Regions from separate parts of the Mus musculus genome. Here regions 2, 3, 4 and 5 are each linked to region 1. Evidence: chromatin contacts called from public capture Hi-C and promoter capture Hi-C data. All regions are on one chromosome and are shown on one strand. The core of a region is the stretch at or near the end of the contact, and the rest is flanking DNA. Distances in the headings are between cores, read along the strand shown. Region 1 overlaps Gm36788 (a long non-coding RNA gene). Region 2 has its middle 76 kb from the start of 1700030F04Rik. Region 3 has its middle 92 kb from the start of 1700030F04Rik. Region 4 has its middle 54 kb from the start of Gm9946. Region 5 has its middle 14 kb from the start of 6820426E19Rik.

Evidence for each region. Promoter capture Hi-C pulls out the DNA fragments that hold promoters and counts their contacts. Capture Hi-C pulls out chosen DNA fragments and counts their contacts.
Region 2: a capture Hi-C map of embryonic stem cells shows a contact between it and region 1, with 7 times the contacts expected there. The contact joins two enhancer-like sites. A contact is called at or near these places in 3 of 39 promoter capture datasets (cranial neural crest, frontonasal cranial neural crest and maxillary cranial neural crest), 3 of 15 datasets of contacts at CTCF or cohesin (the NIH/3T3 cell line and pro-B cells), 4 of 484 Hi-C or Micro-C datasets (cerebral cortex, myocytes and uterus) and 1 of 9 other capture datasets (embryonic stem cells).
Region 3: a promoter capture Hi-C map of cranial neural crest shows a contact between it and region 1. The contact joins two enhancer-like sites. A contact is called at or near these places in 6 of 39 promoter capture datasets (the 3T3-L1 cell line, cranial neural crest, frontonasal cranial neural crest and 2 more) and 4 of 484 Hi-C or Micro-C datasets (cerebral cortex, embryonic fibroblasts and uterus).
Region 4: a contact with region 1 is called in a promoter capture Hi-C map of the 3T3-L1 cell line, with 9 times the contacts expected there. The contact joins two enhancer-like sites. A contact is called at or near these places in 4 of 39 promoter capture datasets (the 3T3-L1 cell line, cranial neural crest, frontonasal cranial neural crest and 1 more), 2 of 484 Hi-C or Micro-C datasets (the 3T3-L1 cell line and embryonic fibroblasts) and 1 of 115 datasets of contacts at active chromatin or transcription factors (the NIH/3T3 cell line).
Region 5: a promoter capture Hi-C map of cranial neural crest shows a contact between it and region 1. The contact joins two enhancer-like sites. A contact is called at or near these places in 1 of 39 promoter capture datasets (cranial neural crest), 1 of 15 datasets of contacts at CTCF or cohesin (the NIH/3T3 cell line) and 1 of 9 other capture datasets (embryonic stem cells).

Annotation. Positions count from the first base shown.
Region 1 is chr6:116,765,882-116,771,798 of GRCm38.p6, forward strand. Gm36788 (a long non-coding RNA gene) reads right to left here. Exons shown (of 4, transcript XR_377977.3): 4 at 5,832-5,917. Among named protein-coding and RNA genes, the nearest start is that of Gm36788, 6.4 kb to the right of the region's middle. Within about 2 kb of position 2,435, at least 14 of the 459 cell types and tissues checked have an H3K27ac peak or open chromatin away from gene starts, as enhancers often do.
Region 2 is chr6:117,672,785-117,678,701 of GRCm38.p6, forward strand. No RefSeq gene overlaps it. Among named protein-coding and RNA genes, the nearest start is that of 1700030F04Rik, 76 kb to the right of the region's middle. Within about 2 kb of position 3,742, at least 56 of the 459 cell types and tissues checked have an H3K27ac peak or open chromatin away from gene starts, as enhancers often do.
Region 3 is chr6:117,656,338-117,662,254 of GRCm38.p6, forward strand. No RefSeq gene overlaps it. Among named protein-coding and RNA genes, the nearest start is that of 1700030F04Rik, 92 kb to the right of the region's middle. Within about 2 kb of position 2,289, at least 4 of the 459 cell types and tissues checked have an H3K27ac peak or open chromatin away from gene starts, as enhancers often do.
Region 4 is chr6:117,611,070-117,616,986 of GRCm38.p6, forward strand. No RefSeq gene overlaps it. Among named protein-coding and RNA genes, the nearest start is that of Gm9946, 54 kb to the left of the region's middle. Within about 2 kb of position 3,127, at least 43 of the 459 cell types and tissues checked have an H3K27ac peak or open chromatin away from gene starts, as enhancers often do.
Region 5 is chr6:117,477,920-117,483,836 of GRCm38.p6, forward strand. No RefSeq gene overlaps it. Among named protein-coding and RNA genes, the nearest start is that of 6820426E19Rik, 14 kb to the right of the region's middle. Within about 2 kb of position 2,327, at least 4 of the 459 cell types and tissues checked have an H3K27ac peak or open chromatin away from gene starts, as enhancers often do.

The DNA of each region.
Region 1 (5,917 bases), core at 1,185-3,684:
TGGATTTGGCTTGCCAAAGTTAGGCTTTAAGTGAATATGCTTGCTTTGCGCACCTGTGTTTGCATCTGTGCTCATGGGGTTATCTGTCTGGAGTTTCTGTTACTTGTAACATTTTTGATGGAGTTATAGTATTAAATGGTTTCTTGCAACAATCTGAGCAGTAGTCGATTCTGTACAATTTCCTGGAAGACTGGAATCAAAATGAACTAACCTTTCAATGTTAGGTGAAAGGCCATCCGAAGCTGAGATTTTCTATGTGGGATTTTTTATAAAAGTATAATGTATAATAACAGAGATAGGATTATTTAACATTGTGTGTTTTATTTTAAGTACACACATTTCCTTCAAGGGCTTTGACACTTTAACTTATCAATATATTAAGTTTTTCATAACATTGTCTTATTTTCCTTTGGACATCTGTAGAATCTGCAGGGCTGCCAGCATCCCTCTTCTGTTAGCAGCTGGGCCACTCTTCCCTCCCATCCTTTCCCTTTCTCTTCTTGCTCCTCCCTCTCCTCCAACAATCTGACCACTGGGCTATCAGGGTTTGTTGTTTGTTTGTTTGAGACACAATCTCTCTATGCAGACTTGACTGTCCTGGAACACACTCTGTAGACCAGGATGGCCTTGAACTCACAGAGATCCTCCTGCCTCTGTCTCCTGAGGACTAGGATAAAAGGTGTCCCCCCCCCCCATGCCCTGTGGTTTGTCAATTTTATTGACTGTCTAAAAATTTTTTCCAGGTCATAATTTTTTGTTTTCCTGTCTTCTACTGTAGTAATGTATTATCTTATTTTGCTTCTTCTTTCCCTTCTGTTTCTTCTATATCTAATTTAATGTTCTTTGTCTTGGTTTCTAAAAGGGAAGTTGAAGTCATAGACTGGTCTGAAGTCATGAGAGCATTCTTGCTTTTTAACTTAATTTGGGGTTGTAGATTTCTTTCCAAGATTTGTTTCCCACCCAATTGTGTTATGCTGTGCATTGGCAGTCAGTTCACTGGGCTTCTGTCTCATCTTGCCTGTTGGAAGGCACAGACACTTTTTATTGGGTGTTATACATTATTACTTTTTTTTCTTATTTTGTGGTGACTGTTTTTGTATCCTTGCATATACCTCTGAGCTTGCTGTTGAGCTTCACTCTCATCCTGGCTACAGACAAGATGGCTCTATCTAGGTTCTGCCTGTATGAGTTCTTAGGGAATCAGTTCTCAACCTCTGGGTCGTGACCCACTTTCACAGTGACCCCATTCACAGGGGTCGCATATCAGATATTTACATCATGATCATAACAGTAGCACAATTATAGTTATGAAGTAACAACAACATGAGGAACTGTATTAAAGGGTTAGAGCATTAGGAAGGTTGAGAACCACCGCCTTAGGGGACCTGCGTTTTACTGTAACTACTAACGGCCTTGCCTGAAACGAGGGTTTCTGATGGTTCAGTGACCCTGCTAGTGGCCAGGACCTGCCCTGGCTTTCTGTGTCTCTTTCCCTCCAGTCCTCTCCAGTGGCTCTCCTGGTCATCTCCTCATTTGCATCTATGGATCGTTCTGGGGCTTACAGGAGCTTCTGCATCTCCAGTGCATGCAATGCTCCCTCTGTCCAGGTTCCTAGCCTGGGCTTAGGTGGGCGCTCTGACTTGCGCAGCCATATGCTTCCTCAGTCACACTTTCAAAGGCATGGCCTGGATCCTCTCCGGTCAGTGACGTGGATCAATCACGCGGCTCTTTGTCTGTGCTACTTTTCAAAACTTCTTTCGTCAGCAATTCATTTTCCCCCCTTTTGTTATTTCATATGGGCAGGTCCCGTTAACCTCATCTTGACTATTTCATCTAATTACAGTCTTACAGATAACAGGGGATGTTATTTTTCCTACTGTACAAAGAAGGAGCACTCCACTTGGGTAACTAATTCCTTAGGATCTAGGTCTGGAATGTCGAGGCACCGGTGAAGAACCGGGCTTTGGTCAACTTTTGAGCTAGGGCCGCAGGATCTGTGGCGGCAGCAGTGTCCACTAGGGGGCGGCAGAGGCCCGGCGTGCTCTGGTTCATCCTTGGGCTTTCCCTTTGCTTCCTCCCTCTAATGCTAATTCTTGCAAGTTCCTTACAACCCTGGCGACTTCTAAGCTTATCCCGGTTGCTCCACAGCTTTGCTTCTTGGACTGTGGGATGAGACACTCCTCACAGCTTTTCGTTGCAAGTAAACAGAGAACAGAAGTCACAGCAACTTGGAAATAAAGATGTGCAAAGACTGGCTGGATTTGGACGGTCACTAGTTTTCTGGCTGTCTTCTCTACAGTTTGGCTTTGTTTTCAGACTCTTTTCCCACTTAGTCAACCAGCTGCCTGCTGCTGTTCTAGCCTCACATCAAACAATGCAGAAAAAGTGAGATCTTCTTAGGCCACCCATAAGTCTTGGCTCTACTTGATGGGATCAAATGTGGGGTACACAGGTTTCCTCCAAACCCTGACAACAGCGGCCTACCGAAGCAAGGACTGGCTTGGGTCAAGTATGTTTCGCAGTCAATGTCTGTGCTAAACAGGCTGAGAGTCTGCACTTATCTCAAGCTAGTAAGAGCCGACCTTAGGAGCTGGGGTGCAGGCCAACCCCTTGAAAGCACACCAACGCATGCTGTAAGAGCAGCTGAGGCATGTTGGTAAGCATTTATAGATATTCATAATGGGAGAGTCCACAGGGCCAGGATCAGACCCAAGGCCCTAACAAGTGTTCTCTGTGTGAGCTGCTACCTAAGGGCTCCCTGCAGACTCAAAAGCAGCTCACAGCCACAGAGGGTTTGTAGCTCCTGCCCTGAGAAGCCAGTGAGGTGAGGGCTGGGATCTGACCTATTTATAGTCTGGTTCCTTTGCTGTCTCAGAATAGAGTAACCACCAGGCATAATGCTAAGATTGAGTAAGTATCTAAAGGTCTTCAGAGAACGCACTGCTTACTTAGAAGGGAGGAATGTCAGTAGATACAGCACGGAACTAAGAGAGCCTGTGGGAGCTACGCATGTACATGAGGCTAAAGGTGCACACAGTGACAGCATTTCCTTTAGCTTGTGGAGGCCAATCTGTGCCTTAGAGAGAGCATCTTCATGATTTGATGGATCAGGGAAATGAGCCATGGGAAGAAGGGATGGACCTGGCAGGAGTTGGAGGAAACGGGAACCAAATACCAGTAAACTTAGAAGTCCAGGGCTCATCACTTCCTTTGTCTCCAAAACACATATAGTTTGTTGATGTTACTTGATAGTTTCAAATCCTAACATCCTGAAATGGGATGTGGGGTGGAAAGCACAAACAAAACAAAACAATGAGCCACACCTGCCTCTGATGAAGGTGTTAGATACTCGGTCCCCAGGCACAGGCTGCAGAAGACAGCTGCGGGTGTCAGGTGTGTGCAGGAAAGCTATATCTCCCTCCACATTCCCCGTAACTTGTACACATTGAGTAGGGTTTCAAACCCGGCTGCCTTGGCAGTGAGATGGTTCTTTGGCTCCTCAGCACTCCAGATTTGTGACATCAGAAAGGTAGACTGGTTTTTCTGCTCTTGAAAAAAAAAGAAGGGTTGTTTCTCTAGCTGAGGGAGAGATAGACACATGGGTAGCTGGCATAAGTTTCTACGTTGGCAGGGTGATGAACTTAACAACTGGCTTCTCATGAGAACCCCTGCAGTGCAAATGCGCACCATCCACTACCTGCAGCGATCAGCTCTCCGTGTTTCTTCTGGGCATTGCCTTCTTCTTGGCGCAGCCTTTTATCAGGGACAAGGACTGACCCTCAAGGGGCAAAGCACAGTCAAAGCCACTTGTATTATTTACCTAGACGTTGGCAGGACCACATGTCATTTTTCTGGGGGTGGGGGTGGGGGGAGGAAGGAAGGAAGGAAGAGAGAAAGGAAGGAAGGAAGGGTTTATTTTGGTTCCTGATTTAGAGATTTCAGTCCTCCGGTGTCAGGCCCGATGCACTCGCAGGACATCATGTCAGCAGGACTGTGTGCCTGGAGAACAGCGGGTCATGTTGTGGTGCACCAAGGGGTAGGGAGAATGGGAAGGAGCCATTTATAACCTTCAAACGCTCTTCTACTGAGGGTCTAGTGAATGCCCTTATCAGTCACACCCTTCTAGAGGCCTCAAGCTTTGAAACAAGCGTTTAAAACACAAGCCTGTTGGGCCATTTTAGACTTGAACCGTGGTACCATTCGGGCCTTGGTGGAATGAATGCAGTTGCCTGGGGTCACTTGGGGCCTGATACATGGGCACCATTCCTGGTCATACTCTGGATTCCACTGGGGTCCTATTCAGTTCAGAATCATCCTGAATACAAATTCTTGATTCAACTTAACGAGTTAAACTTTATACAGCTGATCTGTTGTATCTCCGAATTCTTTATCCATTGATGGTGTCAACTGCAGGCTGAAAATATTTGGGAAACAAACGTACCGAGCATGTGTAGACTCTCTCCCTTATTATTTTGTGAATGATGGACTATAATAGCTGTAACCTAGCATTTGCATTAGATTAAGGGTTGGAAGTTATCTAGAGGTGCCGTGATGCATGTGGGAGAATCCCTTAGGATATCTGAAAACAAGGCGCCACTTTGTAGGGTAGACATGAGCTTATCCAGGGGTCTGTACCCCTGCACATCCTCGAGTGGTTCTCTCATGGATGCCAAGGGGGACTGAATGCCTTTCCTTCTACAGCCATGGTATTGTGCTCTTAAACACTTTCTAACATTTTGTTCTGACTCACTTATGTAAAACTACACAATACTGAGTTACAGGAGGGCACTCCCATGTAAGCATGCAATGTGCTTGGGGCATGTCTCCCTGCACAGCCCCCTAGCCCCCTTTTTTTTCTCTCTCTTCCCATTGCCTTTTTTGTTGTTGTTGTCATAGAAAACTTTAGTTCCACTTTGATATCTTATTATTGTATGTATCTGTATGAAATCTAGAAATCACACATGAGCAAAAACATAATATTTGCTTAAAGCTGAATTGTTACACTTGATAGGATCATCTTCAGTGAGTTCACTTTTTTATTTTTATTTGCAAATGACACAACGTCATTCCTCTTTAGAGCTAAAACGATTCCAGTGTGTGTACCACCTTTTCCTTAACCTTTCCTCTGTTGTTCGACACCAAGGCTGGCTCCACAGTTCAGCTATTGTGGCCACAGCTGCAGCAAATATCGATGTGCACGTGTTTTGGTGGTGTGCTCACTTGAAGTCCTTTGGGTAGAGCCGGGTCACATGGCAGGTCCATTTTTAGTTTTTTGAGAAACCTCTGTGCAGATTTCCATAGTGACTGGACTATTTACATCTCACTGGCAGCAGGCGTCCTCGCCAGCATTTGTTAGTTGTTTTCTTAATGACTTCCATCCCGAGGAGGACGAGATCCTAGTAGGCTCCCAATTTGCATTTCTCTGCTAGCAATTGTCTGTTTTATTTTTATTTAATTTTTTATATTTTTTTGAGGACTGCCCATTCATTTTCTGAGCCCATCTGTTTACTGAGTTGTTTGATAATAGTATTTAGGTTTTTGATACCTTTATTGATATTAATATTCTCTCAGCTACATAGCTAGCCAAGGTTTGCTCCCATACTACAGGCTGCCTCTCTACTGAATTGTGCCCTTCACCGTGCAGAAGCTTTGTAATTTCATGAAGTTCCATTTATTAATTATTGGCATTATTTCCCCAACGACCCTAATGTAAAACATAAAACTCTGCAATTCTTAGAGGAAAAAGTAATGAAACAGCTCACGATAAATTGAGTTTTATGTTGTATGTTTAAGATCTTTGACCCATTTGGAGTTTATTTGGTACAGGGTAAGAGATAGCAATCTAGTTTCATTCTTCTGTATGTGGAAATCCAGTTTATGCAAAATTGTACTGTGGTCCCTGTGAGGTCCCATGATG
Region 2 (5,917 bases), core at 2,492-4,991, 910 kb after region 1:
CCTTCCTTCCTTCCTTCCTTCCTTCTTGGGACAGCTGATGCCAAAGGTGCTGAGCACTCCAGACAGAATATGTTGGTACAAATTCCTAAGGCCACCTCGTGACTGAGATCATATCAAGTCTAAGACAGAGCACAGGCTGTAATCCCAGCACAAGCAGGGCAGATCTGAGTTGGAGGCCAGCCTGGTGTACAAATTGAGTTTCAGGACAACTAGAACTTCACAGTGATATAAGAGAGAGAGAGAGAGAGAGAGAGAGAGAGAGAGAGAGAGAGAGAGAGAGAGAGAATAAAAAAAGAAAGAAAGAGTGGGTGGGCAAGCCCAAGACAGTAAATGTTCCTCCCTGGCACATCGGTAGGGTGGGCCAAATTCCCCCCGAACTGCACAACTGGCCAGAATCCTTGCTAACTTGTGTTAGAATAAGAAGATTTTACAAAGAACATCGGAAATGGCACAATCAAATGTTTAATGTCCAAAGACGCCTCAAAAGTAAGTCTGAGGGTATATTAAACTGAAAGACAGGGAAATGGGGTGATCCAGGGGACTGGGAGGATCCCGGGCACTGGGACATGCACTCGGAGCTGTGAGTTGAGGTTAGAAAGAAGAGAAGGACCATTCTTGTGGCTTATCTTCACTTTCCAGCCAGGTTCCACTTACAGACCCAGGGATGAGAGGGTCACCCCAACCCTGGGTAGCACAGGAGCCTAACAGTTTGGGGTATCCTGAGGTGTCCCTGAGGAAGAAAGCTGGGTTCCAAGTGCTTCAGAACTGAAAGAAGTCATGGTCCCTGTGGACTGTGCCTTCCTGTGGCTTTGTCACACTCCCAGCCTATGGCTATGGCTCCATGCAATGGTTAGTTAGCAAAAGCAAACTAGATAGTATGCACAGCTGTTGTGAATGTTAACATGTCCTTCCAACTTGACTAAGCCATGGGATGCCTTGACACCTGATCAAACTGTACCCTGCAGATGTGTCTAAGAAGGTGTATTTGGACAAGAATAAATCTGAACTGGTAGACTAAGTAGAGCAGATTGTCCTCCACATGGAGTGGATGCATCGAAGCAATCAACACCCCAAACAAAGGAAAAGCTAAGCATGCAGAACCTGCAGCTGGAGACTTTTCAGCCTTTGTGATTGTGTGAGTCAATAAGTCTCTTATACACACACACATGCACAAGCATACACACACACAAACACATACACACATAAACACACAAATATACACACACATACGCAAACATGCACACACATACACAAACATACACACACATACATACAAGTATATACATACACATACATACACATACATACACATACAAACATACATAAACATACATATATACACATGCACATGCCTGTACACATACATATATATATATATACATACATATACATACATGCACAAGCATAAACACACACAAACACATACACACATAAACACACAAATACACACACACACATGCAAACATGCACACACATACACAAACATACACACACATACATACAAGTATATACATACACATACATACACATACAAACATACATAAACATACATATATACACATGCACATGCCTGTACACATACATATATATATATGTATATATATATACATATACATACATACACACACATACACAAACATACACACACATGCACTTATACACACGTACATGCACATACTCACACATGTACACACACTATTGTTTCTGTTGCTTGGGAGAGCTCTAAGGCATCTGTCTTTATGTTTGTAGAGTTATCTCCTTAGAGTAAACGCACCAGGAGAGCTCTTCCCCAGCACCATCATGGGCTTCCTGGATGGACAGTGCACGCCCACATTTCCCCTTAGAAATGCTGACCTTCCCAGACAGCTCCAGCTCTCAGCCGCTTTGCCTCTGCCAGCTATGCATGCGTGCTTAGTACTGTTAGTCATCTAGTTTGCATTTCTCCTTTCATTCCTTTTGTGATCTGTGCTTACGTTTTTCATACATTTTATTTAGTTGGTGTCTCCTTAGAATTAGATAAATGTCTTCCAACAGCCCATGTGACAAAGTCTGAGCCCCCAGCATGATGCTATGGAAATGATAACGTTAGAGGTACATCCCATGAGAAAACATTAAGTCTTGGGAGCACATCTTTAAAGGAGACATTAGCACAGTCCGGTCCCATGGACCAAAACTGTGGGCCAAAACCAAATCTTGTCTTCTTATAAATTATAAGTTAATGATCACCGGTGTTCTCTGTCACAGTGACAGAAAGCTGACCTAATCTCTTAAGTCACACTGTCTAGTAACCAGACTCTGACGTGACAGTGTATGTGCATGCAGCAGGTTTAGCTGATGGGGTGGTTGGCCTGAGAAGGCCTCCGTATGCTCAGGCATCTAAATACTTGGTCTCTACTGGATGACTATCTGGTAGGTTTAGGAGCTGAAGGAAGTGGCCTTGCTACAGGAAATGTGTCACTGAGGGCAGGCTCGGACATTTCAAAAGACTCAAGCAATCCCCACCTTGTTTTCTCTACTTCCTGTTTGTACTTCGAGATGTGAGCTCTCAGCTCCCAGCTCACGTTGCCACACCTGCCTGCTGCCACATTTCCCTGTCATGATAGGGACAGACAGACCCTTATACCTGTGGAGCTGGACGCCCTAAATAAGCCCTTCATGTTATATGTGGCCTTGGTCCTGGTGCTTTATCACAGCATAGAAAGTAACCGTACAGCAGGCTTTCTGAGCAACACCTTAGCAACACCATGCTGCGACGTGGCCAAGTGCTCAGATGGCCATTGCGTGGGCACGATTCCTGACTGCCTTGGCTGCCACTAGGAGGCGCTGCAGCGCTTAGACCACAGCTTTCTCCAGCAGGGGGCAACTCTTGGGAAGGTCCTGGAGAGCTAACACTGGAGGAAGTGGAGGAAGGGATGGGTGCTGCCCTGCAGAAAGGGCGTGGGCGTGGGTGGTAGCAATCAAGACACTGGGATTTTACATATTTGTTTGAAAGAGCTCTGTATACAATCAAATTCATCTTCCTTTCAAATGGTCCCAGCTCAGCTTTAGGAGCAGAGGCAGAGTGAAGGGAGAGCATTTTTCTGGGATGCCTGAGGCTGGGAGGCACACATAGCAACACACACACTCACACACAGCACCACACACCCATAGGCACACATACATACAAATATACACACACACACACGCGTGCACGTGCACGCACACACACAGTACCATATACACATACATAGGCTGAGTGCCACATACAGTACCACACACACATACACTGGGTCTCACACATACATACACATACACACACACACACAGAGGCTGGGTGCCACATACAGTACCATATACATATACATAGGCTGGGTGCCACATTCAGTACCACACACACATACACACACACGCACGGGCTGAGTCTCACACATACACACACACACACAGGCTGGGTCTCATACATACACACACATACACAGTACCACACACACAGGCTGGGTCTTACACATACATACACACACACACACACACAGCAACACACACACAGGCTGGGTGCCATACACAGTACCACACACACATACAATGGCTGGGTGCCACACACACACAGGATTCAATTCTGCTTTATTTCAATGTTTATTATCCCGTTTCCATCCTGAAGATGTTTTGGTGGCAGTTGTGCGGTTTGCTTGTTTGTTTATACAGTTGGTTCTGTCCGATCTACCTCAAGCTCTGAGAGTCTGGCTCAAGGTTACAGTGTGGCCCTGTACTTCCCTCTGACTCTCTGTGGTTTTCTATCTCACATTTCACTAACTTGATAAAGATCTCAGTTTATTGCTGCTGTAAGTTTGTGGCCAGTGTCTTGCCAAATACATAATGAGTTGTGCTAATATATTTTACCGGGTAATAGCCCTTTTCCAAGTGTGATTTAATGTCATTCTTATTGTTCAGGAAATCTTCCTGCGTCTATCCACGTTTCTAGGCACGTGCTTCTGCCCCGCCTCCCCTGAGGTCATTTCAAGGGTATTCTGATCACTGAAACACAGCTCTGTGCTTTAATAGCTCGAGCAATTACCAGACAATTACCCAGGGGTTCCTGTGCCCCTTCTTCCCCCCCCCCCACCCCCGAACTTTCTTGGCTTTCTTTAGAGTCCTGGATAAACCTTAAAACCTTTTGGTTAAGTTCTAAAAAGAAGCCCTGGAACAATCTGTCTGTCTGTCTGTCTGTCTGTCTGCCTGCCTGTCGCTGGGAAGAACAGAAGCTGCACCACCCTGTGTTTTCTTCCTGGACCCTTCAGCAGTTTTATGCTTCAATCACTGTTTTCCTCTGCTTCCTATTGGTTCTGAGCCATCTTGTTTAAAGGAACCTGAAAATGGGATTCCCTCCTGCAGCAGGATCGGGAACATCTTAGGGAGCAGACGACCATTCTTCCTAGACACATCCTCTCAGCAGTCACTACTGAAGCGTCTGCATCAAGTGCATGTTTTTCTGTGACAGGAAGAACTTAGGGTCCTTTGATGTTTCCGGCTGTGTCTGCCTATCCTTTTGCCACTTCTGGTTTTGTTCCATTTACAAGCCCTGAGCACTGCACGCAGCACAAGCCCACAATTCTGTCCCTGCGGAGTCTCTCCTGGTCTCTAGTGGGTTCTCGCCTTGGTCTCCATTCTCTGTAAGCCTCTGTAACTTTCCTTCCCTGAGGGAGGCCTTGGGCTCTGTGCTTTAACAGCCGCCTGCTAATTCCTGCCAACTGTTTGCCCGTGCTGCCTTCTCCACCTGGTCCCTCCTTGATGTTCCTGCACAGTTTTATTGGGGGTAACCATGGTTTTCGATTTAAATATTTTTTGTCACATATGATGTCTTTCATAGACTTACACTGCTCTGACACTATCCTGAGATTCCAAATCTGGATTTTCAAATGATTTGTCCTTTGTCTTGGAATTGGTCCGTTTCCTGAAGGAGCACTGGCCCTCACCACAAATCGAAACCAATATGGTGGATTTGTTGTTCTTTTTCAATCTTGTCTGGATTTTATAGTACTTGGGCTTTTTACGCTTTTGCCTATATACATCTTTATAGAAGGAGGCCCACGTAACCTCGGGAGGAACTGTCACAGAGAGTTGGCTCCAAGCTAAAGTCTCCCCTGCAAAGATTGGAGAGCAGAGAAGTCAGAATTAACAGCACTCTGTTTTCCAGGCAATCTTCTGGGAAGGTCTGGGAAGCAGGACTAGGATCCAGAGTGGCAGGGCTCATGCTGAATGGTTTGTATCCTACATTCCAGCCCTTGCCAAGCTGAACAGGCTGCCCACAGAACTGCCTGTGTTACACTTGGACTTCTGCTCCCATAGACAAAGGTGCTCTGAGAAAAAAGACACCCTGGCTCTACCTCTAATGCTGCTTGCTGCCTGACCCTGCCCCACAGAACTCACATGTTTTCTTTGTGGCTTTTTTGCTGGGTTATAGAGTCTGGGATCCCCTGCCCCTGTTTCTTGTAGATACAAAGCAGACTTTTAAGCATCCTTCTGTTTCCTGTAGAGAGGGTTTTAGAGATCTGTTCTTTGTCCAAGTCCTCCAACTAGCTCTGCTTTCTGGAGCTTCAGCATGATCTCAAGACGATTTCGTTTTAATCTTTGCCCCTCTTAGAAAACAGCAAAGCCACGTCTCCAAGCTTGGCCTCTGCGGACAAGCACAGGATGTAGATTGTCTTGGGCCATTCACTCTTCACATTCCCAGGGGAGGTCAGCAGCCCCATCCAACAACTGTCCAGAGAATTAATAGAGCCCTTGGCCCCATCTTCCCTTCAAGCAGTCTCCCGGGTAGAACTGGTCACAGATTTCAGTATGGTGATGGTGTCTCCTGGGGATGTCAGACCCCATTAAGGATCTGTAACAAATAAAATCTGCCCACCACTTCATGCCTAACCCTGTCTAACCCCCATCTCTG
Region 3 (5,917 bases), core at 1,039-3,538, 890 kb after region 1:
GAGAGGAGCTTGCTTGAGAGAAGAGGGCAGTAAGGGGGGCCCCAGGAAGGTCTGGATGATCACTTCCCTTTCTGAAGCTTCCCATGATGGCTCCATTGACTTGGCCTTCAGCACATTATGGGGCTGTGAACACAGACTGTGTGAGAGATATTTCCAGTTCACTCACATGGGAAAATATGATTTTCCTGCATTTACATTCTTAGTGTAACTTGCCTGCAAGGAGAGCTATTTCCTTCAAAGGCATTTTTCCTAATTTTAATCAGAAATCAATTCAATAGAAATTAGAATTTTATTGAACTAATTCCCAAACTACAATGTAAATGTCATAGCACTTGCGGAATTTATTTTTAATTCGTTTTATCCATGCTTGCTTGTATTTTTCTGAAGGTACCATTTTATTTTTAGCTTTTTAAATCTAATTTTCATCTCTTTTCTAATCTAATCTACAAGCCTTCATCTAATTATCAAGGTAATTCCTAGTTTCCACTCAACTCTAAGCACTCTCTCCAGGATAAACACTACATTTTCTCTTTCTCTGTCTTCACTTGTGAGGATAGATCGAACGTCCCTTGTCACCCTCAGCAAACAAGGGACAGGACACAGGTATGAAAAGCTCATGTCTGGGCTGCACACAAGCTTGCCTGTTGCTGCCCCACAATGGTTTCATACACAATCCATTTCTTCCCGCCCTCGAGTGCTTGAGCCAGGAACTCTGCACAATGAGAATGCCACTCCTGCTATGTCTTCTCCAGTGGCACAGTTGCCATCAGAGCTAGGACACTAAAAGACTGTGCCCAGTAGCTGTTGTCATTTGAATACATTTTCAGTGTCTCCCAATAATCACATGTTAAAACGCAATGCCCATCGTGAGCTATAAAGAAAGAGGAAACTCAACCTGAATGTTGTGTTAGGAGGTGACAAGACTTAGGTTAAAGTCGTCAGTATCAAACACTAGTGGCCTCATAAAATGTGAGGGACTGGAAAGGGCACACACGTGTACTAACTCCCTTCTCTCTCCAACAGATGCCAGAACCAGCTGAGGCTCAGAGGCACCATCAGCTGAAATCTTTGCATGTAGCTTCCTAGTACTGGGGTGGTTCTGTTCCCAGTCGAGTGTCCCAAGAGCATCCATTTCAACTCAATCGTGTGGCTCAGCGTCTTTCCTGTCTCACTGCATGGGTGGAAGCTGTCAAAATCCCCCACCCCCCACCCCACCCCCAGACGCAAGGTGAAAGCCCAAAGACCCAACCCCTTCATAGCATTCAGAGTTATTAAGGAGCTGATGGCCATGTCAAGAGGACATTGATAATGGCACTGATGCAGTTCCTTGCTGGGATTGCCTCCATAGACTGCCCAGTCCTGTCTGCCTGCCACCAGGTCTGTTTTGCATCCCAGTGCTGCATAAGAACCCAGCTCAGCAGCCACAACCACACCTCAATCCAGCCTCACGGAACTGGGGAATTTTTCCCCTCTATGTGTGCCATCTCACATAGGGTGGAATTGGAGAAAGATTCTTTGTTATCCATTTCTGCTTCTCCCCTGCCCAGCTAGGTTGCAACCAAGTACCCCTCTCAGCTGCACAGTGCCCATCCCTGTGTTCAATAGACATTTCTCAGTTAACAGAACCTCTGTTCCACTCTGCCTGACCACAGCCAGACCTCTTTCCCTTTTCTCTTATTTACAGCCCCTTCGCTAGAAGCAGCTGAATGTCTCAGGACACCAAATGTCACCTACTTGGTGCCTGCCAGAAGGCATAGCCACAGTGCCCTGTTTGCTTAAGAAAATTGTCCCAAGGCTAGAGAGATGGCTCAGTAGGGAAAGTGTTTGCCATGCAAGTGTGAGGACATGAGGTCAGAACCTCAGAACCCATGTAAAGCTGACCATGGTAGCGAGACTCTGATCCCAGCATTGCTATGAGAGCTGGGGTCAGAAGTCTTGGGAGGGTGAGGACCAGGACCGTCTAGCCCAGCACTTGCAGCAGCAAAAGGGAGACTCTGTCTCAAAGAAAGTGGAAGATGAAAACCACACCAAGGGTTCTCTCTCTCTCTCTCTCTCTCTCTCTCTCTCTCTCTCTCTCTCTCTCTCTCTCACACACACACACACACACACACACTCACACACACACACACACACACACACACAGGATGAAGCAGGAAGCAACTAAGGAAGGAGAGGTAGAAGGAGGGGTTCCCAGCTCTGCTTTTCTCCATCATATTTGAAGTTTGAAAGAAAGAATGCTTCCTAGGAAGTGGGGGTGCCTTTGCTTTGCAAGTGTAAACCCCTGAGTGATTGGAAACAGATGTTCTCAAAGACCTTAGAAAGTCCTCATTAATTCCCAGGCAATATAAATGAGAGATATGACCTCCATTCCTGTTCTCACTGTGATTCTAAGACTCGGCAGTGTCATTGCATGCACCTTTCCTGGAGACACAACCTTGCTCAACCCAAACAGGACAGCAGTAGACAAACTGTGATTCCACCAGAGTCCACCTTAGGCCAATGGGTTTACTGGGCATCTTCACAGAGCCTGGGAAATGGGTTACTTACAGGAGTTTGAGTGATCTCCACACAGCTCCATCGCCACAAGGTCTCATTCCATCATAGATGACTGGTACCCTTTCCGTTAACCTTCCATTTCCTATATACTCTCATATCTACCAAGTAGTAGTTGGAGACAAGAATCTTATGTGAGAGTCTTGAGACCCTCCCTTCCCTCTCAAAAAAAGATTGTCAACAGTTCCATTAGCATTAATGTAGACCTGACTACCTCCATATTGTTCTGCTCATTTGGTTGCCATGTGTGATGGTTTGCATATACCAGGGAGTGGCACTATTAGGAGGTGTGGCCTTGTTGGAGTAGGTGTGCCACTGTTGCCTTGGGCTTTAATACTGTTGCCCTAGCTGCCTGGAAGCAAGTCTTCCTCTAGCCGCCTTCAGATGAAGATGTAGAACTCTCAGCTACTCTTGCACCATGCCTGCCTGGATGTTGCCATGTTCCCACCTTGATGATAATGGACCGAACCTCAGAACCTATAAGCCAGTCCCAATTAAATGTTGTCCTTATGAGAATTGCCTTGGTCATGGTGTTTGTTCACCCTAACTAAGACACCATGGCTACTTGCCATGATATTCTTTGCCCCAGTATGACACGGAGTGAGTATGTTATGCCTGGAATGAAAAGGTCCAGTTCAGCAATCAGAAAGACAGCAACATCTTTGCAGCCAAGAACTCTGGATTCCTAGATCTCTCAGCTTACCCTGAGTAAAGGTGCAGATAGCTGGGTAGAGCTGTTGTCCTCTCCTGATCTAACTCAGTAGGGTTTGAGACCACATCAGAAGGATGAGGGCAGATATTCCTGTGCTAGCATCATTCAGGAGCAGGTGGTAGCAGCAGTGATGGAGCCGCCCAGATGCCTCTATCTATGAATGATGTTTCACAAAGAGTTGCTTCTACTTCCAGGGCAGCTGAAGCTATCACAATCATCAGAGTCACATTTGAGTCCAACTGTGCCTTAGCATCTGCTCCTGGTGACACCCAGACTCTGGGGGTGCTCTATCTCTTCACTCAGATTGGGCTCACAGAGTAAATATGCCAGCTCCTTGCTTTCCCACCTAGATGGTGAGGTACTTGGGGGCTAAGGCCTTCTCCTACCCAGGCCTGAATCTCACTGGAAACTGAACTTGATAGTGACACTACCGTGAGGACCTCTTTCCTGCAAAGGGGATGACTGATTGAAGGTTTTGGGGGTGTCATCTTTCTGGGGCTTGTCCAGGGTCCCTACTTCCAATTCAGTTCCCATGTTGAATGAGATATTCTTGGAACACTCATTTTATAAGAGCCCTAGCTGTTCATCTTCCTTCTTCTAAAGGCTCATTGAGGTTTTTCTCTGTTTAAACGTCTATAGTCCATTCTGAATCATCTTCTAGGGTCCAGACACAATTCTTCTTGTCTCCATCTTAGGAAGACAGAGAACAAGTTCACCACGATTTTAGCTAGAGGCCGTCACAACCAAAAGAAAAATCAAACATATGGTTCTGGAAGATTATATAAGTCACACACACACACACACACACACACACGCACACACACACACACACACACACACACACACACATGTTTTACAGAGCCCAATACACCAAGGCACTCCAGCCCTATGGGGCTCAGAGGCCACAGGACTCAGAAAAGGCTGGCTATCCTGTGTTAAGAAGGAGAGCACACATTTCCAGAAAGTTTGCCCTAAGATATTTAAAAACAGGAGTGTTAATCTTCTCCTTTGTGACCTCTCTAACACACTTTTTCTGCCTATGAATGATTTACAAGTTCTGTGAACCAATTCTTCAAGGCACCCTTTACAAATGACCTTGCCTGGTTTCTGGTGCATCCTTGCCTGTTACCAACAGAGGGAGCTATTTCCTGTGGGACACTCATAGTGCTGCCAGCCACACCCTCTTTCTGAAGGCAGCCCTAGAATGGCTAGCTCCACGGGGCTGGGGGGTGGTAGGGGGGGGGCATGGATTCACAAGCACCCAGCCTCAGCTACACCAGTGACTCCAGGGCCCAAGATAACCCCATCCAGGCCCAGAGTGACCTGAGTCCAAGGAGCTTAACAGGTCAGCCTTTTTCTCTAAGCTTACCTTTCCTTATCACTCAGACCAAAGCACCTGCCTTGAAGCCTGATGACCTTCAATTTTAAGACCCATATGGTTAAGGGAGAGCACTGACTCCCAGGAGCTGTCTTCAACTTCCGCAATCATGGCTCGGCATGTATACCATGACAACCACAACCACTTTAATTAATTAATTAATTAATTGTAATTATTTATTAATACAATTATATAATTATATGCCATATTGTTATATCTATAATATATTGTATGAATTATATTATTTATATAATTAATTATGAATACATAGGTGAGTGAATAAATAAATGTAATCAAAAATTTAAAACACCATAGTAACATTCCCTAACAAGAACAACCAAGTTTGGATACGAAATGCAAGACACAGTGTTCAAAAGAACAATTATAAATAAACATGTTCAAAGAGCTTAGAAAATTCAAAGGAGACACAAATAAACACCTGAATTAGCAGAGAAAGGACAGGAATAAACTAATTGAAGCTCAGAAAACACAAACAAAGAGCTGAAAGACCTAAAGACAATCCAGTACATGAAAATAGAATTCAATAGAGATAAAAATACTGAAGGAAACCCAAACTGTAATGAAGCTGGATATAAAAAGAAATTCAATAAGAAAAGAAAAAAGTCTCAGTGGACAGAAAGCCCAACCAAAGGATGGCTCACACAGGAAGAAGAAAAAGGCTGGAGTCTGCAGACACGGTGGAGGAACTGGATCATTCAGTCAAACGAAAACTCGAACAATAATATATGCACAGACTACGAAAGATCCCGAGACACCACGAAATGAAACACTAAAGGTCCAGAACAAGGGTGGGCATTGGTAGCTGACAAAGAAAGTACCTATGCCTTCTATAAAGACAGCAGTTAGAGTCACAGCTGGTTCCCAATGGAGATCTTGAAGATTTTGTTTTGTCATCTTGTGTAGACATGTGTGCTGAATATCGGCTTGTGTTTGTAAGTTTAGTGCCCACAAAAACAAGAAAGGGGGAAGGGGTAGACCTGAGGGAGATGGAAGGTATTGGGGTGTACTGGGGGGAGGGAAAACTGCAGTCAAGATGGGAGAAGAAGAAAAAGAAAGAAGAGGAAAAGAAAAGAGAAGGGCATTTGCTCCCCTGGAGCTGAAGTTAGAGGTGGTTGTGGCATGGATCACTGATGTGCTGGGAGACAAACTCGGGTCCTCTACAAGAGCAGTGCACACCTTAACCACTGAGACTTTTCTCCAGCTCTCAATGAAAACTTTAAGAGCCCCAAATGCTTGGAGCAACGTAATTCAAG
Region 4 (5,917 bases), core at 1,877-4,376, 850 kb after region 1:
TGTAGAATGTAAGATATTTAAACGCATATAATGAGTAGGGAAGTGCTTATAAAAATACATAGCATAAAAATACTAACATTATCATTAAGTTTGTAATTTTATAAATTGATGAGAGAGAATAATAACCCCCTCCCCCAAAAGTGGGCAAGAGGCACCCAAGCAGAGAGACCCAAGAAGAACAAGGAAAACTACCCGGAAGTCAATGAGTAGAAGGGAAGAAACAAAAGAGCTGATCACTTGGAATAGAATCATCACATGTTGAAAAAGATGCCAAGGCTCCCACACCTTGACAAGGTGAGCACGTAAAAGAACACCCCTTAGTCTCCTGTGGGTGATAACTCAAGGGCACAGTTCCGCATCCCTGCTGTGTTGTGTGGTTCGTGTTCTCTACACATCTGCAGTACAGGCTGCAGAGTCACACTGTGCACGGTCCTTCTGGCGTGGGTTTGTGCGTCATCTAGAGTAAGAGTAAAGGCAGATCTTCCTCATGGAGGAGCCAGTCGCCACTGAGGACTGTGAGCTGCCCGTGCCAGCAGAAGGCTTGAATCCTGACGCTGGCCCTATGCAATCATAATTCGACTTCCTTCCTGTTCTATAAATGGAAACTTTGCACCTTCAGTCTGTAGCTTCCAGGAAACTGGAAGAGACATAGACCTTTGTTTGGGCTAATGTGTAAAAAGCAACTTGTTAGAAACCTGATTTGCCAGATAGGTAATACTAAAATCATTGTTTAAAACTTGGTTTTCATCAGTCATGCCACAGCTTCTAAGTCTCCAAATCTTAATCTACATGGTGGTCAACACCTTTGGTCCAAACACTAATTTTTAATCCCCAATGGCAAGTGCCTCACATGCCAGGTGTTCTAAGATGAATTCTTAGATTTTTCCAGAAGATCGATGTTCTCAGACCCAGGTTTGCTATAGGATTTACCTTGTGGAGAGAAAATTCAGAGCTCATGAGCTGAGCAGTCTGTGGCTCAGTTCACGCCTGTCTATATTAGCCTGGGGCACAGAGTCTACGCAGAAGGCCAGTTTGCCCAAGTTCTGGGTCCTAGAGCACAGAACTCCCAACCTCCGCAGCCAATCTGATAAAGCCAGGAGCACCTGCATGAAACCTGTTGAGAACTGATGATAACTGAAATGATTGCGTCTGCGAACCAGTCCCCATGCTGAACTTAGAGGGGACGCTTCGACTTCATCCAGATTCAAATCAAACCGAAATGCTGCAGTTTCCTAGAAACAGGAGGCACTGATGAGCACCAGAAGAGGAGATACTATTGCTGCCATCCATGCTGGGAACTGAAATCTCCACGCCCTCCTTTCTTTCTTACACTTAGAAACCAGATACTGACATAAAAGGCAGACCAAAGAAGAAAATGAAAGCGACAGCAACAGAGAAAACCTTCTGGGTGATGTCCCGGGTGGAGTTCTGAGGGTGGTTTGCGTCTGCCGGAGAGCTGGGGAGGGGGTGGAAGCTACATCAGAAGATCGGTGAGCACTGTGAGCACATGATGAAGAAGGCACTGGACCTAGAGAGCTGGGCTGCATCTGGGATCAAGGCCAAAGAGCAGGGTCCATGTCAGCTGCTCCCTGGAGCCTTCCTTCAGGTTAATTAATACCTAACACAGTACGGACGATTTCCTAAATGCCCAACTCAGACGCCTGGTTTGGGTTTTGGTTTTTTTGTTGTTTGGTTGGTTGGTTGGTTTGGTTTTGTTTTGGTTTTGTTGTTGTTGGGTTTTTTTGTTGTTGGTTTTTTTTTTTAGGTTTGGTTTGGCTTTTGTGTATGCTCATTGTTAGTTAATGTACACATCTGATCTTAATATATGTGTGGATTTATAAGTAAAAAAAACTAACAGCATTAAATTCATACTCATTAAATTTGCAGGCATACGTAACTATGGCACAAAGTTCTTTAGAATGTGAGCCCAGGTTATGTTTTTAAAACCCTCGTTCTTCCCTACAGCCATCTTGTGATAAGGCACAGTCGCCTGTGCCAGCGAATGAGGCTGTCTCTGAACACACTTCTAGAACTACTAGCTAATAGTTGTGCAAAAGATTGTGGGGTGGGGGAGGTGTTAGGGCTAGGGTGTGTGCACAGCACTTGTGAGTGAGCGAGTGGTCTGTGTGCCTGCTGATTTGGAACCTAACTCTCTACCATCTCATGGCCAAATTCAGAGATTTACTATCACGGTACAGAAAAGTGCTTCCTTGGGGCTGGAGAGATGGCTCAGAAGTTGAGAGTCTTTCCTGACTGTTCTTCCAGAGGATCCGGGTTCAATTTCCAGCACCCACATAGCAACTCACAACTATCTGTAACTCCTTTTCCAGGGAATCTGACACCCTCACACAGACATACATGCAGGCAAAACACCGATGCACGTAAAAATATAAAAATTATCCAAAAAAAGGGAAGAAAAGTACTTATTTGTTAAATATGTCCAAAAACAAAGTACAAGCAGCACAAATCAATTAGCTTCCTACAAAATGATGGCCCTGTCTCTCAATTCTTGTCACATCTGTTGTAACATTGTACTGAAAACTCTTCTATTAAAATCATCTGCAAAGAATTGAAGCGATGACCTCTTCAACGTTTGTTTTCCAGAACCCCTACTCTATTTTTTTCTTTGAAATTCCAAGTGACTAACATACCATACTGCAAATATATAGTCCTTTCCCCCCCCCAAAAAAAGCCCTAGTGGGCAAATAGAAATGTTCCCCTTCGAATCCAGGAAATGGTATCTCATGATTAAATTAGTTTGAGCAGTCCAGGCTCAGTGTGTTTTCTATTGGGGAGTTTGCAGCAGATGGCCTGGATATTCTTAAGCTGAAACAAGTTTGAGCTTGCCAACCTCAGTTAAAAATCTCTCAAATGTTTGCTTTGGACTGAACGGCTGCACAATGGGAAAAGAACCATATGCAATCCTTATCATTTAGGGAAAATATTCCATAAAAAATACTAGATTTCATTACGGCCTGTTTGGTGCGAGCGGGCTGCAGGTTTGGTTGCCACAGAAATCGCATCATTAGGATACTACAAGTCTGCTTTGAGTTACCCTAGCTGCAAAGTCAGCCAGCCCCGTGATCCCATCCCCTGCATCTGTGTGCTTACCCGCTGTGATTCATTACAATAACAGGAATTTGCTGCTGTTATGATTGAAATAAATCAGCTTTGTGGTCCGGGCAGCCCGTTGTGATAACCATGGCTCCACCTCAAATTTGCTGCCTGGTCTTAAGTCATCTGCTGTACAGTCTAGCCAAAGACACAAACAAACAGATACTATATATGTTAGGAATTTATATATAAACTACCGAGAGCCAGGAGTTTAACCAGAACTTTCTGCTACATTAACCCATTTCATCTAACGTCTCCACATGGTACTTCCAGGTTCCTTCTCTAATCTGCTGTGGACACACTAAGGGGTTGCTACCCTCTGTCCCCCAGCCGGCACCTGGCTCTGCTGGCCATAGAGCCCTGGCTCTGAACAGCTGTCATTTCACACTGGCACGCTGGCTCCAGCTTGAGATCTGGAATCCTTTCCACTCATTTCTGTTGAGGTCCTGAGAGGGGAAGGACAGGGCTAACTTGTTCACACACTCTTCAGATCACACCGGTGTCTGTACCTCGGGCCGGGTCCATCACTGGCCATAGGCTAAACTGGTCTCTATAAAGCTGGGGAGAGGCCAACCATTCCTGAAGATTCTACCCAGTCAGCCCCTTCCAATGGTATCTGTAACTTCTCATTCCTGTCTTATACTCTAATATTTACTTCTACAACAGGCGTTTAATATTTCATTTTCTGTGTGATGTGTGTGTATGCTGTATGATCTTAAATTTAAGTTCAGCTATATTTCTGGATATTCACCTTGGTTGTGTTACTTGGCGTGTCTGTAGGTGGGGCCACACCTGTGTTAAACAATCCACAAGACTGAATGACTGATTAAAGCTTCAATGACTGTGGTCAGTGATTTCCCCAGTTTTCTGCAACCTGTTTGCTTAATGTTCCCACCAGTGTACTTACATAGGGCCTTGGTTTATTACTTTCTGTTACTATTACTATTTAAATATTCCGTTCTGTTACTATTAAAATATTCATGAAAGTGTTCCCACGTTGGAGCATGGTCTTTGGGATAAGCTGATTTTGTGATCATAAGACATGGTGACTGGTATTGGATTCTAGAATAAACTCTTTCCTGTTGAGCTGTTTTGGCATCAACACTTAAGGATGCTACCCTCTTTACACAGTAGGATAAGGCCCCAGTGAGGAACATGGGCTCTAACACTGTCCCCTCATGAGCACACTCTGTCCCTCTGCTTGTGTGGCTCAGATTGTGCTGGCCACCCTGTTGTTATCCATTCCAATTTCAACCATGACGCCAGCTCCTGCAGATCCCCAAACCAGCTTGCCAGACCTGTCCTAGTGCTATGGACTGACTGTGCCCCCCAGTAAATCAGGGTTTAAGTAGAACCCTTAGAAAGGGATTAGGTCAGCAGCCTCTGTTTACCAGATAGGACTCCTCTCAGAAGCAGGATCTTCAGGGAAGGACACACACACACACACACACACACACACACACACACACAGAGAGAGAGAGAGAGAGAGAGTCTGCCTTGTCCTGCTTTCCACCTTAGAGTTATGCAACAAAAAGGCTCTTTCCTGCAATGAGCCCTCAACCTTGGTCTTCCTAGATTCTAAATCTGTTCTTTTATAAATTATTCAGTCTCTAGTATTCTGTTACAGTAGCATCCAACACTACAAGATTTGTCATCCATATTTATGATTTCCAAATCGTGCTAATAGCTTTTTATAACGTGTGGCTTTAGTCATGTGTAGTTCCACCTACTCAGAACACAGAATCCAGGCTAGCTTGGGCAGCCCCAGCTAGTCCGTAGTAGACTGTGTGACACTTAGATGGGTGGTTTCCCCAAGGAAGCCTGAGCATATTCCTTGACATACTAATGAAGAGTGATGCACACTGTTCAGTAAGTCACATGCCTGTGCAAAAATGTCCACGGCCAAAGAGACTCAGTTTGGACCACAGGTAATGTACCACATTGCTTTGGTTCTCAATTCCAAGCCAGCTAGCTCTGCTTCTCTGTCACTCACCAAGGTAATCTTGCAAGTCCTTTCTTATCTGTGTTAGCTCTCAAGTTGGGTAAGTTTAGAAGAAGTTGAAACTACTTCCTGGTTCCCTCAACCAGGTGAAATGATCTTCTATAGATCATAGATAGATAGATAGATAGATAGATAGATAGATACATACATACATACATACATACATACATACATACATACATACATGACTTGTACTAGTGTCCTAGGATCAAATAGCTTACCTGCCATCAGGTCAAGGATCAAGGTAGATAGAGGCCTCAACATATACTGCACAGACACAGGCAGAGCATGGCCAACCAGGAGAGGGCTCTCACCCTTGTCCTGTAGGGGTCACCAGGTGGAGAGCAGGAAGCAGAGACTAGGGACTCAGTTGTCACTAATGAAATAAGAAGGGTGCCCAAGTGACACTGAGACAAGAAATAACCACAGGAAAGTAACACTGGTACCGGTTACTGGCTTTGCAGAAGCATCTTCAAGACTACACATGCCACTCACCTCTACAAACACTGATGAAAAGGATGTGGTCCCCAGGGAACTGTGTTTCCGATTTTCTCCTCGTCTCCTCCTGAGGACAGAGATGCTTTTGATCCACAGAAGCTAAGAGAGGATTTCTAGTAAGGGACATCTCACATCCTTTATGTTATTTTTATGAGACACTAGAATGAAAGAGCCCCAAAGCTAGAAATACCCATAGAAGAGAAATTGGCAAAGGCGGTGTAAGAAGTCATTTTCAAGAGGCAACAGTGGAGTGGGCTCACCTTTAGGAGTGAGCATTTCTTTTTCCTGAATATAGTCAAGCAG
Region 5 (5,917 bases), core at 1,077-3,576, 710 kb after region 1:
AAAGGGCCATCCCTAAAGGGCCATCCCAAGAGGCGGTCCTCTCAGAAGCAACAGTAAGTCTTACTAAGAAAATAATTGTTCTTCCCAGCCTTTTAGTACAGCTTGAGGTGACTCGGTCTTCCCAGGCAGTGGTATCCTGACCTGGTACTGACATCTCAGCTGGATTAATTATGAAAAGATGTGCTAATGATATGCAATATTATAATATTTGGGGCAGTTCACAATATCCTGTCTTTTTCCAGCTCCAGAGACCTAAGGAGGGGAAATTTGGAGTTTCCTCTTTAGTGTTACCAGGGAAAGGGGGGGGGGGGGAGTGTCCAAAGCTGACCATCAGGAGCAGGCCATCCTCAGTGCCATCTGAGGCTACTAATGCATGTCTGACTGCTTAACATCAGGGAAGATGTGAGTGTCTACAAAGGCAACTCATCTTACTGGGTAGGATAGTCACACATCTGGTGAACCCCTGGCTCCTAAGTTAGGGCAAAGGCAAGAGTCTCTTTTCTCTCCTTCTCAGCCTCATGTTGCTTCGGAGCTTTAGATTAGAGCTATGAATAAATCACTTGTGAAAGGTTCACAGCTGGGACAAATGAGCAAACCCCCTGCCTCCAGCACTGCAGGCTCTGCACCCTCTATTTCCTGGGAATTCCAGTAGAGGAGATTTATGTAAGCCTTGGTAGCAAGTTTCATTCACAGCCTGGCGTCTCCTATTGTGCATGCTTCATCTTCTTATATAACGTGTAAACTGCATCAAAGACTTCACTGAGTGATATATGTTACACATGAACAAAACGGTTTCAATTCAACATGGAAGTTTCAGAAAACGAACACCCTAGTACTTGATAAGGCCAGAAAAGTAGTTCCCAAGACCCTTCATGCTATCTGCTTCCTCAGGGCAGTGCAACGAATGTTCTGTTAAAGTTCTATTCGATGTTTTCATTGGGGTAGATTAGGAGTGGCTCTCACTATGATAACCAACACACGAGCTTACCTGAACCTATCTATCTCCTTCCAAGTGGTTGGTTGGTTTGTTTGCTTGCTTGCTTGCTTGTTTGTTTGTGGTGTGTGTGTGTGTGTGTGTGTGTGTGTGTGTGTGTGTTTTGAGGCATTATGGAATATAACAATCCTGTTACTTCACACATGTAGGACCATTCAGCAAACTTCAGGTAGAGACTGTGATTCATGGTACGTGGTACTCACAGCACTGTTGATTTATAGAGAGATAGAACGAGTGTCTTAATGGAAAATGCCGATTGCAGACCCCAAGTGGATCTCCGAGGGACTGTCTCAGGCATAGTGCCTTGTACAGGGATGTATTTTCGCTGCTCCATAAGGAGAACACTACATGTTCATGAGCTCATTCACTGGTGGAGACCTATCTCTGGCCCACATGTCCCATTCTGAAGATGCTGTCAGGTGTGGCAGATTCCTGCTCCACAAAGGCTGACATCAAAGGCAGTCGGCAGTTGCAACACCAGTGTTTGAAAAAGAAAATGCAGAAACCAAAATGGCCTTTCCTAACTTTCACTTTGGAATTTACCAAAGCCAGACCCAAGAAATGTGATGACATCCTAAAAGCCTGTGATTAATTCATGCTGGTCCCCAAGTCTTGCCCCTCAGTGCCACATGGTGAAGCAGTTACCACCACCTGGTTTTCCTCTCCAGCCAGACAGTACTTCTAAGAATTCCAGTCATCACAGAAGTGGAGATAGGCCTAAGTGTAGTGTGCCTTATATTACCATTATGCAAATCTCTCTAATCCACACCCCCTAAGGCTCCCTTGCATAAACAACCGTTTGTGCCCATAGATTATTTACACATGTAATTGATGGCCTTCCCCCCAGACAAATTGTTCAGTGCAGGGCTTCCAGCTCTGTCTCCTAATGTTTTTGCACAAGTAGGAGTCTGAGGTGGCAGGAAATGGCAGCTCCCTGGAGAAGTCATGGTGATAAATGGGGCCGTGTAAGGCTATTTACATACAGGAAACAATACACATAGAGGAATGAAGCCAATCCTCAATTTTCATGTTATTTTAAATCAATAACGCTGAATTTCTTTCTTTTTCTTTTTTTTTTCTCTGCCCTTTTGGCCAAATCAATATTTTGAAATGTAGATTCTTTTTGTTAAAAAGAACCAAGATTTATGAGACTAGTTTATTGAAATCGCTTAAAGTATATATGGGGCTATAATCAAGTGTGAGATTCTCTAGTGGAAAGCATAGAAGCTTTGCACAAACCAGAATACTGTGGGACCTTTCTGAGTACCTGGGAAGTAAGGAAGTGCTGATCTGTGCCAGAGGCACAAGAGGGTCTAAAAGGGCAGGCACACTGGCTGATCTTGTTCGGCGGGAAGGAAATTGGACTTTTCTGAGTGGTTCCATATAGCCGTGGGGGCTTGTAAGAGAAGACAGACTGGAATAGACAAATGTCTGCTAGTGATCTTGCCTCTCACAGCTGAACTGGGCCTGGATGCTCAAAACCTTATAATGTGCTCAGCAGAACAGAGCCTGAACCCCATGCATCTGCCTGCCCCTGGCCTCCTTATGCCATGACAAGACTATCCCTGCCCAAGTCCACAGTAGACTTCAAGTTTCCCCAGAGTGACTCTGTGCCCATGAGTATCACCATTCTTGGAATTTTAAGGCAGAGAGAGATCCAGGCTTCTGGAACTGGGCCTCATGCAGCTGTGCCAATTGTGGGTCATCAGGGAAGAGAAAGGCATTGTTGTATTGCAAGTTCGTTGTTATATGCCAACTGGGACAGGGGACATCTGGCTCTGGGCTCATCCTTCTTAATGTAGGAGTATTAATATAATCACTCGATGAGAGCTTTCATCTGAGTACTACAGAGCATCCTAATAGTGGTTAGCCACAGGCCTTCATCATTGACATTCTGGATGGTTACCTATGTCAGTATCTTACCTAACATGTTTACCCATGTCAGTAGAGCACAGTGGGGTTGTTAGTGACTTCCACCCCAAAATCAAGGGAAACCACCTTCAGTAAGAAAGCAGTCTACAAAACATCAACAAACATTCCTTAACCATGAGAAACAAGTATTTAGAAAATAAAATGTTAAACGACAACCATTTATGTTTTCAAGAGCAATAATAAAAATGTCTAGGAAAAACGAAATTTTAAAAGATAAAAGCTCAAATAAAAAGATAAAAGTTCTACCTGAGGAGTACAGGAGACCCGGTGCATCTTCATCTGTGCTCTTAAGATTTGTTTTTCTAGAAGTATCTCTGAAGTCCACTTGGAGTCGTTAGCATGTCAATTCAGTCAGGACGTGTCATGGGAACAAAAAGACAGTTGAAAGGTCAAGGCATGTTAGATACAAAACATCTTTTAAAGCTGTAGTAACTAAAGGTTTTCCTTTAAAGTAGGAGTTGACGTTAAAAACTGTCCAGAACTAAATCCATGTGGGATGCAGTCTACTGTGAAGGCAGAATTTAGATCCAGCACACAAACAGCAGCAAGAGAATGCCAAAGAGGTGACGGTGTCACCATAGTTCTTACTTCTCCAATGTTTGAATAAAGCCCAGGAATCAAAGCTGCAAATTGCAAACCTATCAGATGAGGAAGGTGAATTAAACACAACCTTTCCTTGAGAATGTGTTTGAAACAGACACAGAAGGTGGTACAGCCAGCAAGAAAAACAGATGGGCAGAACGATACATTTGACAACAAAAAAATATAATTAAAAAAAAATGTAAAGGGTCAATAGAGAAAATGCAAAAGAAGATAAAAAGATACAAAGAAGAAAAATCTTAATACATATAAAACTCTGCAAATCAGTTAAAAAAAAAAAAAACCAAAAAGCACAGAACAAAAAGTTCAGAAAAGGCATTGAGAAGTTTACATATATAAAAATGTGAGTTGAAAAAATTTTTAGAAGCTCACCATCCCTCAATGATCAGGTATATTCAAATTAAAATAGTATTTAATTACATGCAACTGGGGCCATATGCAGAAATTTAGCTGATATGATAATATGCTTTTTAATCCATTTCAGTCATTAAGAAGTTCTCAGATTTCAGATCTTCAGACATGACTTGTGCATGTTCATGAGTCCTAAGAACAATTTTATTGGCTCTGGCTTCAGTAACATTACAAAGGCTAGTTAGTATCTGACAGGTGAAAAGGACCTGGAGAAATTACAGATGGTCCCATAGTGGAAGAGAGCATAGCCACAAAGGCGGATAAATCAGATCTGCATACCTGCTATGGTACGAGGTCTGAGTCTCCCACAACATGCTGCAGGTTCAAGTCTCGGTGTGGTAAGGCAGCAGAAAGGAAGCTAAGAGCTGAGGCATTGCTCTCCTGAGGGATTAACTTGGTTTTCGAGAGATAGTTACTTCCCCATAAAAGCTGTTCCTACAAAAGAGTAAGCCTGGCCCTAATCCTTCCTGCATTCCTGTGTGCCATGTGATCTCCCCATTTTTCAATGTTCTCCCACCAGGATACTATGTGCCATGTGGTAAGGTACCAAGAAGACTCTTATCAAACAGTAACAAATGGGCCATTTCATCTTGGACTTCCAGCTTCCAAAACTGTGATAACTAAACAGACTAATTTTTTTCTAGTATAAGCTGTCATGCATGTTTTATTGTAACAATAGATAATAGAATGATAAAATATCATAATAGAGAAGGTATTTGAGAATAATTGTAAAATAAAGAGCAAGTACAACATTCAGAGTGCCCTCAACTTTGTAGACAAATGACTGTAGTGGGTATTAAGTGCTTAAAACATTTTTGAAAAGATTATGTAAGAAAATTCGGAGTAGCTACTTTACGTAGTAAACCTTAAAGAAATGGGGACTCAGAGGAAGAGTGTGTGTCCTTATTCTGTGATTTATTGTGCATTTGAAATGTGTCATCATATAGTTATTGTCTCAACTGAAAAAGCAACTTAATAAGTCTGACAAGATGGTCAAGAGGTAAAGCACTTGCCACACAAGCCACGTGACCTGAGCTCAGTCACTAGGGCCCACATAAAGGTGGAAGAGAACTGACGCCACAAAATTGTCCTATGACTTCTGCATGCACACCATGGCATATACACACACACACACACACACACACACACTCACACATACACACATTCGCTCACATATACATACTTACCATGCACACACAATAAATAAATCTTGTAGAAGAGATTCCATATTCCTAAGACCCTCTTCTTCTCAAATTAATATAAAAATACATCAGTTTATACAGTATTCTTTCTAAAAAAGTAGGTAATATTCTGATCACTTTTGTAATATAGTCTTTAAAATGCAAAAGTGTGATCTTAGCCATGGATTTCACCCTTTTGGGACATGGGTTTAATGTTCTATTTTAGTGACATAGCTAAGCTTGCCAACTCACTAATAGCCTGAGTCCGTCTGACTCCCCAGGGTTGTGTCGCCAGTCTGCAGGGCCTCTGGCAGCTCTTTCCCGTGACATGAAGGGTTCTGAATGATCATTTCTTCTCACCTGGGAAAGGGCTTGCTCTCTGCGGGAGCTCAGTGCACCAAGCTAATGGATTAAGCAGCCCCTGCACACTCTGGTTTCATAGCAACCAAGAAATACAGGTCAGTGATCCTGACACACCTTGTACTGACACATTTTCATCACCTTCTGTCCCTTGGATGACATACCTCCTTTTGGTCATATGTCCTCCAGCAGTGATGATCTTCCTGCCCCAACCACAGCCCCTCACCTCATTTTGAGCAGGGGTCTAATGCATCCTCATCAGGCTAACACAATCATAGCAGCTCCCTGAAGAGGTCAGATGAGCTGTCTTAGCTGCCCTGCATCTCCTGAATGACTATACCATGCTGAGACCCATCTCTCCCAGGTCCTCTCAAGTATATGGAGAAATACCCAAGTGACTTCTGGGTAGGTTAGAGACAGCCACTCCCTGTGCAGTATC